Regions from separate parts of the Zea mays genome. Here region 1 is linked to region 2. A link is a contact called in public Hi-C data. All regions are on one chromosome and are shown on one strand. Each heading gives the region's core, a stretch centred on a gene start, on an enhancer-like site or on the middle of the called end of the contact. The rest is flanking DNA. Distances are from core to core; before and after follow the strand shown.

Region 1 (6,296 bases), core at 2,938-5,437, 300 kb before region 2:
TGGTTCCTCTGATAATATGTGGTCTTGGGCAGAGGTGAAACATCTCTCTAAATGTCTAGTCCAGGCCCTTGATGCTGGTCTGGAACACGCCCTCTTGGTAAGCAAAGTTCACCAATGAATTCTAGTGTGCAATCGATTATTTGTCCGCTGAAAATGGCAATTTGTGATCTGCAATAGGGAATTAGATTTAAGACATTAACACATCAGTAATTGTAATATGCTTGGCTCTGCCACTTCATTTGAGTCCTATACAACTGACGACATGTAAATCCAAATAATTCTTGTAGGATTCTGTAGTGACTGTAGACAGGTATGCAGCTGCTGAGGGTTTCTATAAACTAGCTATGGCCTATGCGCCCGTTCCAGATCTTCACATTATGTGGTTGCAGCATTTGTGTGATGCACACCAGGAGATGCAATCATGGGCTGAAGCAGCACAATGTGCAGTTGCTGCAGCTGGCGTGATCATGCAGGTTGTGATCTTTGCACCTGTAGTAACTTTTATTCCAGCAGTCTTGACATATATGAAGTTATAACCTCTGAGACTTTCTTACAGGCACTTGTTGGAAGGAATGATGCTGTGTGGAGCAAGGAGCATGTTACTTCGCTACACAAGATTTGCCCTATCGTCAACACTGATGTGAGTGCAGAAGCATCTGCAGCTGAAGTTGAGGGATATGGTGCATCCAAATTAACAGTGGACTCAGCGGTTAAATATCTTCAACTTGCCAATAAACTCTTCACACAAGCTGAACTTTATCATTTTTGTGCAAGCATTCAGGAACTCATAATTCCTGTGTATAAAAGCAGAAGGGCTTATGGACAGCTGGCCAAATGTCATACATCACTCACAAACATCTATGAGTCAATTCTTGAACAGGAGGCAAGTCCTATACCATTCATTGATGCCACATACTACCGAGTTGGTTTCTATGGTGAGCGTTTCGGCAAGCTCAATAAAAAGGAGTATGTATTTAGAGAACCACGAGATGTACGTCTTGGTGATATTATGGAGAAGCTTAGTCATATATATGAGGTTAAAATGGATGGGAGTCACACTTTACATATAATTCCAGATTCTAGACAAGTCAATGCTGATGAGTTGCAGCCTGGCGTCTGCTATTTACAGATCACTGCTGTTGATCCTGTAATGGAGGATGAGGACTTGGGTAGCAGGAGGGAAAGGATTTTTTCTTTATCTACTGGTACTGTACGTGCACGTGTTTTTGACCGTTTTCTTTTCGATACACCATTCACAAAAAATGGAAAAACACAAGGTGGTCTAGAAGACCAGTGGAAGAGGCGTACTGTGCTCCAGACAGAGGGTTCCTTTCCTGCTTTGGTGAACCGTCTGCCAGTCACCAAATCTGAATCTCTGGAGTTCTCTCCTGTCGAGAATGCGATTGGAATGATCGAAACAAGAACAGCTGCATTGAGAAATGAACTAGAAGAACCACGGAGTTCTGAAGGTGATCAACTCCCAAGGCTTCAAAGCTTGCAAAGGATACTCCAAGGAAGTGTGGCTGTGCAGGTGAGGCTGAATCTACTTTTTGCAGAATTCGGAAGATTTATGAGTGTCACTACCGTTTGCTCATTTTCTTGCTTCTTTTGGCCAATTCTTTTGACATCACCATGCAGGTCAACAGTGGGGTATTAAGTGTGTGCACTGCATTCTTATCTGGCGAGCCAGCAACTAGGCTCAGATCCCAAGAACTGCAGCAGCTCATCGCCGCATTGCTTGAATTCATGGCTGTCTGCAAGCGTGCAATCCGTGTGCATTTCAGATTGATAGGGGAAGAAGACCAGGAATTCCACACCCAACTTGTCAATGGGTTCCAGTCACTCACCGCTGAGCTATCTCATTATATCCCTGCTATACTCTCCGAGCTATGATAGAACTGTAACAAGCCAGAAATTAGGTAGCATGTGAATGATTCATTCTTTCAGTTGCAGGTTCCCACCAAATGTCCATATTTCCATTAGTTTTGGTTGTATAGTTGCACCGATTCCTGATTTTGGAGTGTAAAGTTTGTATAACCTAGTGTTATCTGTTATGCACCAGTTATATGCTGAGTGCCATGTTTTTTGCGGTTTGCTACTGTATCACAGCGAGCCGACATTTTACAACAGTTATATGTAATGTTCTGTAGTGATACAATAGTGCCTATTCTGGGTGATATGTATTTTTTTCCCTGTAGGAAATTTGCTGCTGTCGAGGGCATCCTCGCAATTTGTTTATGCACGATTTGAAGCCTTGTGTTATTGAAGTCGTTCCCATAACTGTAGTTTGTTTATTGTTCCTAGTGTATAATGACGCCTTAAATTGCTCATGTTCCATGGTTGAACAAGATTTGGAACATTTCAAGGAGCCCGCTTAAATTTGATCTGCATTCTCATGGGAGGTGGGGGCAGCATCCTAGACCTACCTCCTTCCTAAATCTGTCTTTCGCACAACACTTTACATCATCTTGAATACCCTATATTTGAAACGCGCAACGTAAGCAATACGTTTAATTGCAACAATGAGAAATTGGTCTCACAAAATGAACGCAATAAAAGTAAAATGGAATAAAAATGACCAGTGCACTTTAACGTGGCCTCGTAATGCAAGTGCATAGCTATGAACTGTCTACATATCTCTGAACATTAACATAATACCATTTGTCTCCAGGCAAGTACAGATCCATGGTTCTAACTCACAGTGCAATGCCTCTGTACTGGTACAAAATTACGAACTCATTTCGGCTGTAGACAAGCCAAGGGTTCCCCTCTTCAGTCTTCCCTATAAAGTACGAAGTCATCTCCGGCAGCATGTGATGTGAGGGCGCACGACGTCTAAAAAAACGTCGTAATCCTTTGTAAACTTTTGGGCTAGGCTTTTCTCTCGTAATCCTTGTAAACTTTTCGGGTTCAGGTAACCCATGGACCATGAAAACTTAAACCTAACCTTGCCGCAGGGAAGAAGGCTATGTAGATCTTTGGATTGTACAGAAAAGTTAGGTAAGAGGAGGCCTTGAATCACTCGAGTGAAGTCTAGACTCTTGAAGGATAAACCTCTCTAGCTCATGCTGTTTGCAACTGATGAGCTTTAGAGCAGGTGAGGTGGGCGCAGCGCGAATGCTTCCCCTTGCTGTTCATCTTCCGGTTCCACCTTCATCGGATCCTGAATTCCAGAGGGTCCCTTTCGCGCACGCACATGACGTGCTTTTTGGCTTTTTCCCTGCCTCAAAGCGCCCAAAAGTGAGCACGTAAAAAAAAACACGACACCCCTCTCGTCTCGTCTCTGCCTTTCCTTGACAGCTCCCGTGCCCCGTGACCGTGGCTCAGAGCGGCAGCAGTAGTAATATCCTCCGGTATCCACCCATTTCTATCTCACTTTCATGATTGCCATGCCACCCCGGATGCGCGCGTCGCGAGGACAGGCAGCGACTGGGCGCGGGCACATGGGAGCTGAATCACACTGACGATGACGACTGCCGTGCCGTGCCGTGCCGAGGGGCAGACCGCAGACGCAGAGCCAGAGGGCGCGCGCTGCCGTTCGGCAGAGTGGAGCAGCAGCAGCTCGATCGGAGCTGAGCAGGGGGCCCGGGTCGCCGGTGCGGAGGCCCGGCCCTCTGCATCTCTCGGCCTAGCTGTAGCTCGGATGAATTTCTCTGCGGCCAGCTCTCCTTTAAAAGCAGCCTCGGCACCGGCACGCAGACGCAGCACGTACGTGCGCCCCACACCGTGCGGCGTGCCCCTTGCCTTTGCAGTCTGCAGTCTCGACGTGATGTAAAGGCGGAAGCAGCGGCGAGGTGTTGCTGGCGACCGCTCCACTCTCCAACCCTTTCGGCGAGCGAGCGAGCGAGCTCGGCGGGCAGGGCAGTCGCCTCGTCGCCGCTTTGCGAAAAAATCCCCAAGAGTGTGTGTGGACCCAATGATCGTGCTCGTGCTCGTGCACCGCTATTCGGGTAGTTTAAGGATGGGTTGTCTGATCTGATCCCGGTCATCTTTGGAAGTTGGATTTGAAATAGCTAGGTCATCTCCAGATTGACATTGCCTGTTCCTGTTGTCGATCTAGGGCAGCAGCAGCAGCAGCATGCATGCATGCTCACAGGTCAACAATCATGGCGGCACAGACTGCACAGTGCAGAGCGCCAATGGCCCGAGATCGCCGTAGTACCGACCGACCGACACATGTTCTATAGCAGCCTACGCGGTCCTGCTTGTCTACGCCAACTGCCAAAATCTGATCCTGTTGTTTCATCAGGACCGTACCTCCACGACCCCGCCGCCTCACCACCTCTTTTATACACAGAACAGAACTTGGCATGCAGTGCAGCGGCCGGCAACAGCTTTGTGCGCTCTTTGGTTCTTTAAAGCGGCGCGTCTTTTCTTTGCGCAAATTGATGATAGCAGATGCGGTCATCGTCCTCCCTAGTAGTAGTAGAAACTGTACGTAGGGTAGGCCGCTTTGAAGGACAGACAGAGGTAAGCTTTGAGGGGAGGGAAAAAAAAACGAGAGCGCGGCTAATCAGAACACAGCGAATGGTAGGCCACTTTTCAGTGCGAGAGGTAGGCGCGTGCTGCTTTCCCCCTAATTCCAAGCTTAATCGGCATCATTGCCTGCACATCAGCATGTCCATTAATAAGTGCAACACGTACGGCAATGTGCACGTGAGCAAAAGGTTGTCCACGTTTTTGGAAACTTGAACACGCTTCCAAGTACGATGTATTTGTACACACGATGGACAATTTTTATCGAAACCACCAATCCAGCTCTCCATGTGATCGGAGATGTTGAACTTAGCACGGATTTTAGATACACTTTAATTTACAAAGTATAAAGACAAAAAAACATAACGTGTGTGATCAGTATTATTGCATATTTGATTGATTGAGAGTTCGTTTCAAACAACAACTCACATGCTTAATTGAAGTAGAAGAAAAAAAGAAACAGATAAGAGATGGAGATGTACATGTTAGGGCTTGTTCGGTTATTCCCAATACACATGGATTGGATGGGATTGGAAAAATTGTGAAGAAGTTTGACTTGTTTGGGATTCAAACCCATCCAATCCCGCTCAATCCACATGGATTGAGAGCTAACCGAACAAGCCCTTAGTGGGGCCACTGCCGAAGTGTCGATCCACATAATCGTATTTCATCTATCCGATGTAATCGATTAGCGCTGAAGCATGTTGGGCACTAAATTAAGCTACGGACGGTCCGGTCCTGAGGCCGGACGCTCCACGCCTGGGGGCCGGACGGTCCGCGCGTGCGCAGAACAGATTAGGGTTCCGAGTTTTGTGCTATGGTTGTTAGCTAGATTCGCGGAATTAGCTCGAAAATTAGTTTGTAAAGGGTCCAGCCCCCCTCCTCTATAAATAGAGAGGTATACAGCCGATTTATAATTATCAATCGAATCAATAACACTTCTATTTCACATTTATTTCATGTACAATTAGGAGTAGTTCTAGTCTAGTTCTAGTTTAGTCTCTCAATCCCCAAATTCTCCGCTTCTTTTCGACTCTACGTCGATTAGAGGAGTCTAGGTCGGTCTGCCCGAGCCTAGACATCACTTAGGATCTCTCCTCCCCGACGGGGTCCCTCCCTGGAGCAAGATCCAGGCGCCGCCGGCGATCTTCCGCCGCCTCTGCGCACGCGCGGACCGTTCGTCCATCAGGCAGGAAACCCTAGCCTCGCACCAGGCCGTGGACCGTTCGGCCCCTGTGTAGAGAGCGTCGCTGCTGGTTCTTGTTGAGTGTTTGGCGCCCGAAAAAGGCGTCAACATACTTTTTAGCGACTCCGCTGGGGAAAAACACGTCTAGACCCATCAAATCGGCCCTCAATGGTCGGTTCAAGGGATAGTTCTGAAGTCTCCCCCAGCAACATTATAGAGCCGACTTGGGAAACCTTGCCGGCTGACGAACAGCTCCAGTTCGAGGAGCATAAGGAGCAGCTGATTCAGGAGGCGAGGGCGAAGTTCCTGGCCAACTTCAAGGTGGACAGGAACAATAAAGTCATTCGACAACGGGCGACGGATCCGGCTTCGCTCCGACCCACACCAGATATTCCCAATGTAAGTAATACAAACGAGATACAATCTCTTAAGAATTATGTAGACGAACAACGAGAACAAATGCAAAATATCATAGGGGGTATACAAAACGATTATAGGAGACTAGTACGTGTATTTGATAAATCTAGTATTGCAGATTTTCCTTCGCACAAGGTTGAATTAGGGGGTAACACACGTAATACATCGGCTATAAGTTATCACGACCAGTCACAACCCCTTTATGGGATGCCGATGG
Region 2 (6,380 bases), core at 294-2,793:
CTCCATTGACCGATTTTGATGTATCAAATGAACTTATGATATGCAAAAATCTGGTGTAGTAGTTCAATTTAGTCATTACAGCTGACATAACCATAAGCAAATAGGATGGCTGCAAGTACCTCTGCAAGGTGGATTTGGTAAACCAGGAAGAGTCTTTTCCATCCCCAGCCAATAACAGTTTAAAAGTACCACTTGATGAACAAGATTGGAATGTTTTGGCATCTTCCAGGTGCAGAACTAACTGGTCAAAAGGACCAGAAGCTATCAGTTCTGTTTTTCCCTTACTGCAAGCAATTGCTTCATACCTGTGCATGAAAGGTTTCACAACAGGGGTAGAGTTAAGCTTTATACCCAGTTTTTAAAGATGACAGCATAGCATTACACCAAAGAGAAGCAGTTCCTGTGCTCGACTAGATGCAGTGAAAAAACCGAGGCAAAGTTCCTTCAAACTTTTAAGATGTGTGGAACCTCTTCTTGGGGTTGGGACCGGTCCGTTTCAAAAAATCTAAGCACTACATTCCAAACAGGGGCCTAAACGCAGAGGTTGAGTAATAGTGATCAAGTGATGCACAAATGCAACTGATAAATCCAGCAAGTAGCAAGTGTTAACCTGTTGTCAGGCGAGGATACTTGGAAGACAACAGAATCAAGCTCCATGTCGCTAGCAAGTTCCCTATCCATTTTGCTTATGCACACGTTAATAGTTGCCACTTTCAACACTGGAACTGATATAAACAGTCAGCTCCTTATCTACTTCAAAGCCCTGCAAACAATACGAAGAACAGATAAACCTCAGGAACCTGCACAAGGAAACATGTTCAAAACAAATCGGTCAAAATACAAACGATAAACCACGGATGGTAATCGTACCAGAACGTATAACCCTATATGCTCCAAGTGTCAGATCTGTACCAGTCATTTTCTACATCAACCGAGGGAATACGCAATCCAGAAGAGGGGAGAGGTACTGAACTCAAAACCAAAACCAATACACACCAGCATCCTTCATCAGGATACCAAATCACACACACAGAGAGATTATTAGTAACTAACGATTGAGTTGTCCAACTTTTAAAGTTTAACCAAATTCGAACTGTCCGTCTTCAGATCTACCAAATCTAGCAACGGCCGCATTGCTTAAACGGTATCAAATCCCTCTCTAACCTATTTGGCACCACCGAAACTCCCGGATCCAAACCCCAAATCCAACCAAGTAATAACTAACAGAATGCAAAATCTAGAACCCAGAGCCCCCGAGATCCAGCCGACAGGACTCGGATACAGAGGCGACAGCAGCCGCTCGCCGACCCGCCCCAATGCTGCGAGACGAAGCAGAGCCACCTGAAAACCGCAACGAAAAGCCCCCAGAAATACGGACAGAAAAATAGCAGCAGACGAGTCCCTCACCAGATGGAATGGAACACTAGCTTCCCGCATCCGGTCTGACGCCGCCGCAGGTCATATCGCGAATTCGAGATGCTAATCGGGAATTGCCTGGTGCCTTTTTTTCTGGGGAGCTCCAGTGATGGATGGAGGTGGAGTGGTGGACGCGAGGAAAAGGGACAAACGGGGAACCCGCGTTTAAATGGCGGAGGAATGTAGTGGGGGAACTGACACGGTGTGGTGTTTCGTTTTCGTGTCCGTGTGCCCGTGCTCCGTGCTGCCTGGGGTCCCGTCGGTCGGCGGGGAGGCGTTCCGTGCGGCACATGGACTGTTTGGTTTACACTAACCTGGTGAACATTTCCATCAGTGCTTTAAAATCAACCCCGATGAGAAAAGGCATCTACTCCCTCCCAACGTCTCCTTTCTCCTTCTGCGTCACGCTTCATTAACGCCAAGCTCAATCAACGTTGGCGCATATGCCTCCCGAGGCAGCGTAACATTCCAGTGCCGTCCTCAAAAACAAACACGCAATAGTACAGTCTACCTACTCAACTCGGCCACGCCATTGCTGGTTGAGAGGCTACGAAGCCCAAAAAGCAGGCAGGCAGCAGTGAGCCGCCGCCGTTGAGGCGGACGAGCGTAGTGGCACCATGGAGAAGGAGGACCAGCACGACGGTCGACGGCGTCGTGGAGAAAGAGGAGCAAGAAGACGGTGTCGCTGAGAAAGGCGCGCGCGACGACGGCGTCGCGGAGAAGGAGCAGGCCAGCGGCGTCACGGACAGATCTTGTCAGCGTGGTGCATTCATGCACGGAAGGAAGGGAGCCGTGACATATATGAGACTCAGGGCTGTTTTAGGGCTGTTTGATTGGTGGGTAACTGTGTCACACTTTGTCTAAATTGGTTTGTTTGGTTGTGGGAAAGTGGTGTTTTCGATTTTGACTCAAGGCCAGTGGCTAACCGTTAAAAGATTTTTCGATATATGTTTTCACTGTTTCATCCAAAAGTCACTAAAAGCACGTCCAGTGATGCTTTCAATTTTGCACTGCGAGAAAGTCGGCTTTTCGAAAAAAAAATTGTTTCCTAGATCCAGCTCTTTGGTTTAGCTTTTAGGGGCCAAAAGTCAAAACCAAAAGCCAAATCAAACAAACCCTAAGGTTAGTCGTCCGAATTGAAGAACTAACATTAGTCAAAAAAAGTTAGGTAAAATATGGTAAGTTAGACAACGAACCAAACATGCCCTTAATGTTCTCTAAATTTATCCTCTATATCTATCTTTTACATTCTCCTCTAAGGATTAGTTTGGGAACCACAAAAAATGATGGTATTGGAGGGACTAAAATCCCCTTCTTATTTGGAGGGGCTAGAATCTCATTCTTCGTTTTTGTGGCTTCCAAACTAGCCCCTCGAATCCCCTCCGGTTTTGTGGCTCTCAAACTAGCCTTAAAATATTATCTCATTTATATCTTCTTCGTCTTCATCAGCGTTTTCTGTATCTCATACTTTATACATAAATATCGATATTGAAGAATATTTTACTTTTAAATTTTGTACATACGTGTTTATCATACTTTCAAATATATTATACAGATTTTAGTTTTACTAAATCTATTGTGTAAAGTATGAAAATGGATAGAGTGGGAGAGAGAGAAACTCTATATATAGAGGATCTAGCGACGTCCTCTAAATTTAGAAGACTGTTTAGAGGTTTTGTTGGAGTTAGTTAGATGTTTGAAAGCTAGTTATGACTATTAAATACAGACTAAAAACATAACTAATTACACACATGCTAAAACGAATTTATTAAATCTAAAGTATTGTATAGATAAATCATAAATTAATTATACTTACTAGGGTTGTCTTGTTGTTTAGTATTCAGTGCATGTACAAAATAGATATTATCTTATGGTACCACCAAATGCATCTAAGTCTCGTATCATATTTACTAGAAGTCGTCAAGATACAGGTCATGTATATGGGTTGTATAGGTGGAATCGTGTTAGAGACGTTTCTTTATCAAAATACGTTTTGTGCGTGTGTTTTACACTTTACCCTTTGGCACCCTTTAAAATACGACTTATTTATGTGGATTGTGCATGTCCTCATATATATTAATTTTGTAATTAAATTATATTAGTAATTCTAACTAGCATTCAAACATCTAATGTTTAGTTCCTGTATTCAAACCCCTCCAAAGTTCGTGGTCAGACTACCTGCAATGCATCCCGTGACGGCTTCCCTCTCTACGCCTGTACGCGTTTGGCGTCACTCTTCCCCTGCAACAGCAAACACTAAACACTCCCCTTTGCGCTACAGTTCAAGAGAGGCGTATAGTGGTCCTCTAGATTTGGAGGAGTGGTTGGCAGCCCTCTACGCTCGATTTCTGTCTACGTTATTGTTTGTTAGTTGACAAAAAATTGTAATGAATAATGAATAGTTATGGGAAATAATATTTTATGGTTGTAGTGGGGTATAGGAGAAGTATTTAGGGGGAATCGCTGCGGGAGATGAAAAAGTAGTGGATGAAAAGTTGATGATGTGACACAAAAAAGTGATATAGAGGGAAAAGTTTAGGAGGATAACCACTGCAGATAGCCTCATTAAAGTCTCCCACGCATCCTTACCGCGTAATTGGTTCACAGCCTGCACGCAACCAGGCCGGTAGGACACTGTAAGTTTAAGTGTACAAGTAGATCATGAAAATAACTTCAAAATATCTTACTTTGCATTCATTTATGCAGCTCGTGTCTTCCACATGCTGGTAACAAAAAACTAAGTATATAATTGTCTAAAATAAAACTATACCGACCATCAATGAGACAGACTCCAAAAGGCAGTTTTATCGAGATAGTCGAATCGTGATTAGCATCTTGCGGGGCGGTAATAAGGTCGAGCTGAAAGCCTTGTTCGTTTCTATCGGATTGCACTTGGAATCGTTCCAGCTAAGGCCCTATTCGGTTGTTAGGGATTGGAGTCCCGGATTGATTCCTAGCCGGATTACTTCTCTAATTTATATAAGTTTTGATGAGCTGAAATAAATCCTGGTCTATTCCGGTGAAACCGAACAGGGCCTAATCAAAGTTTATATAAATTAGAGAAGCAATCCGGTTCCGATCCACCAATCCAGCACAAACCAACAAGCCCGAAGGCTGCACGGCACATGCATGTGAAAAGAACTTACGACCTGCTCCAGTCTTTCACCTACAACCTCACCGAGAGAGAAAAAAAAAACCGTAGGATTGGGAAAGATCTCAAAAGCAATTGGCCTACCGCCTACCTCATGTGAGGAGGTTGACAGAGGGCGTGAGAAAAGGTAGCTGCCTGCACGAAATAGTCCCCCGGCAACGGGTACCGTCTTCTTTTGCGATTGCTAGCCGCTGGATCGTAAATAATGCGAACAACCGGACAAGGTTGAATTAGGTGCGACGGAGAACGGCAGCACGGCGCGCAGTGGCCGGCGGTACACGTCCGAAGCAATTGATCGGTCACGGCGCCGTTGGGTGCATGCCGTCGTGTTCGTGTCCTGTACGGAAGGATGATGAAAAAGGATCCGGGTGATCGCCGTAACATTCCGCGCGTGATGGCATGGCAACGGCTCGGTCGGATGTCGTCCACCAGCAGGCCATTGATTGCTCAAAGCAGCGCGCTTTTTTTTTTCTCTCTATCTCAGCGAGCGGTCTGTTGCAAGAAAAAAGAAAAGGCAAAAAGGGCGCTGCTAGTGGCATACCGGCATCGTATTTGTTGCTGTGCTTCCACCGACAGGCGGCATGGCTTGGTGACGCGGCATGCATAACGTGCTCACCGCTGCCGCTACAATACAGTCTCCTTTTGGCGTTTGCTTGCGCCGGCGGATCAATTATGGCTTCATGTCGTGACATATACGACTAGCTAGAAAAGATACATGTAACTGTTAAAATAGTTCACTAGTCGGTTAACCGTGCGTTTCGACGGCTCATAACAATATCTATGTAAACTATCCACCAAAAACATGTCAATATTTTTTATTTATTGTCTTCGCTCTCCGCATAATATTTTTTGATTTGACTAACTGATGTTGTTTACGTCATCTAAAATGTTTTGGTACAACACAGTCAATGAAGAGAGCGATTAGAAGATAGTTCACAACGTCTGACTGAACGAACAAAGATTATATAACGACATAATTCCACCATACAGAATCCAAATAAGAGAAAGTTTGTGAGCTCAAGTTTCTAAAAATAAGTCACATGAACTCAAACTTATAAAAAAGATAGATCAAAATATATAGTGGTTGCTAAAGTCAGGCATCAATAAAAAATGTATGCACTTCATACCAATTATGGTACTTCGTAGCAATTACTAACGTTTAAAACCAACATATAACTTTTCCTTTTACTGTTAGCGTGATAAATCATTGCTGCTACATCCAATTCAGCAACTTCAAACACCATGGAGTCTATTGCGCCAATGTGGTCTCAGAAACGGCCTAATGCATGCAAGAGCCAATAACACATGGGACGAACACCCTGTGGTAGTGCTCACATGGATCTCCAAATCCTAACACATATTTTACAGGATCCATGAGCCATCATCAAAAGAACACAAACCGTGTGCAGACAATATATAAAGTATTAACACACCCAAATTATGTTCAGTTCTTAGCACAACAAAAAACTAACACCGGCCCAAAACAACAGAGGAACAACACAATAATTTTTGCAATGATAGAAGAATAGGTGACATGTACATAGAAGTGGTATAAGCATATCGAGTCGACTTCGTGGTAAGGGAAAGCCATGTAGACAGGTGATGTCGAGCCATCGAACGGGTACCATAGGTAGCAAATCAGGGACCTCCATCCCTCACCTCCTCCATTTCCAATGTTTCGTAGAGCAGGAAGGAAAAGGAAGAGGCGGGCATACCTCTTCGTCGTCGAAGAAGGACACGTCGAAGACCTGGACATCTGAAGGCGACATAGGTAGTATACCGCTAGATACATATAAGGAGAGAGCACGCAAGC

The links. A called contact is a pair of places that touch in the nucleus more often than the background predicts.
Region 1: a Hi-C map of tassel shows a contact between it and region 2, with 3 times the contacts expected there. The contact joins the enhancer-like site here to the promoter of LOC100383013 in region 2. A contact is called at or near these places in 2 of 25 Hi-C or Micro-C datasets (leaf and tassel).

Annotation. Positions count from the first base shown.
Region 1 is chr9:137,973,837-137,980,132 of Zm-B73-REFERENCE-NAM-5.0, reverse strand. It overlaps LOC103639174 (guanine nucleotide exchange factor SPIKE 1), which reads left to right. Exons shown (of 31, transcript XM_008661964.3): 28 at 1-97; 29 at 288-473; 30 at 557-1,531; 31 at 1,639-2,280. The coding sequence ends at 1,893. Among protein-coding and RNA genes, the nearest start is that of LOC103639174, 30 kb to the left of the region's middle. Within about 2 kb of position 4,187, at least 14 of the 20 cell types and tissues checked have an H3K27ac peak or open chromatin away from gene starts, as enhancers often do. A contact at or near this core is called in tassel, where this site is marked.
Region 2 is chr9:137,671,294-137,677,673 of Zm-B73-REFERENCE-NAM-5.0, reverse strand. It overlaps LOC100383013, which reads right to left and starts at 1,543. Exons shown (of 11, transcript NM_001326593.1): 1 at 1,408-1,543; 2 at 611-763; 3 at 120-305; 4 at 1-50. The coding sequence starts at 681.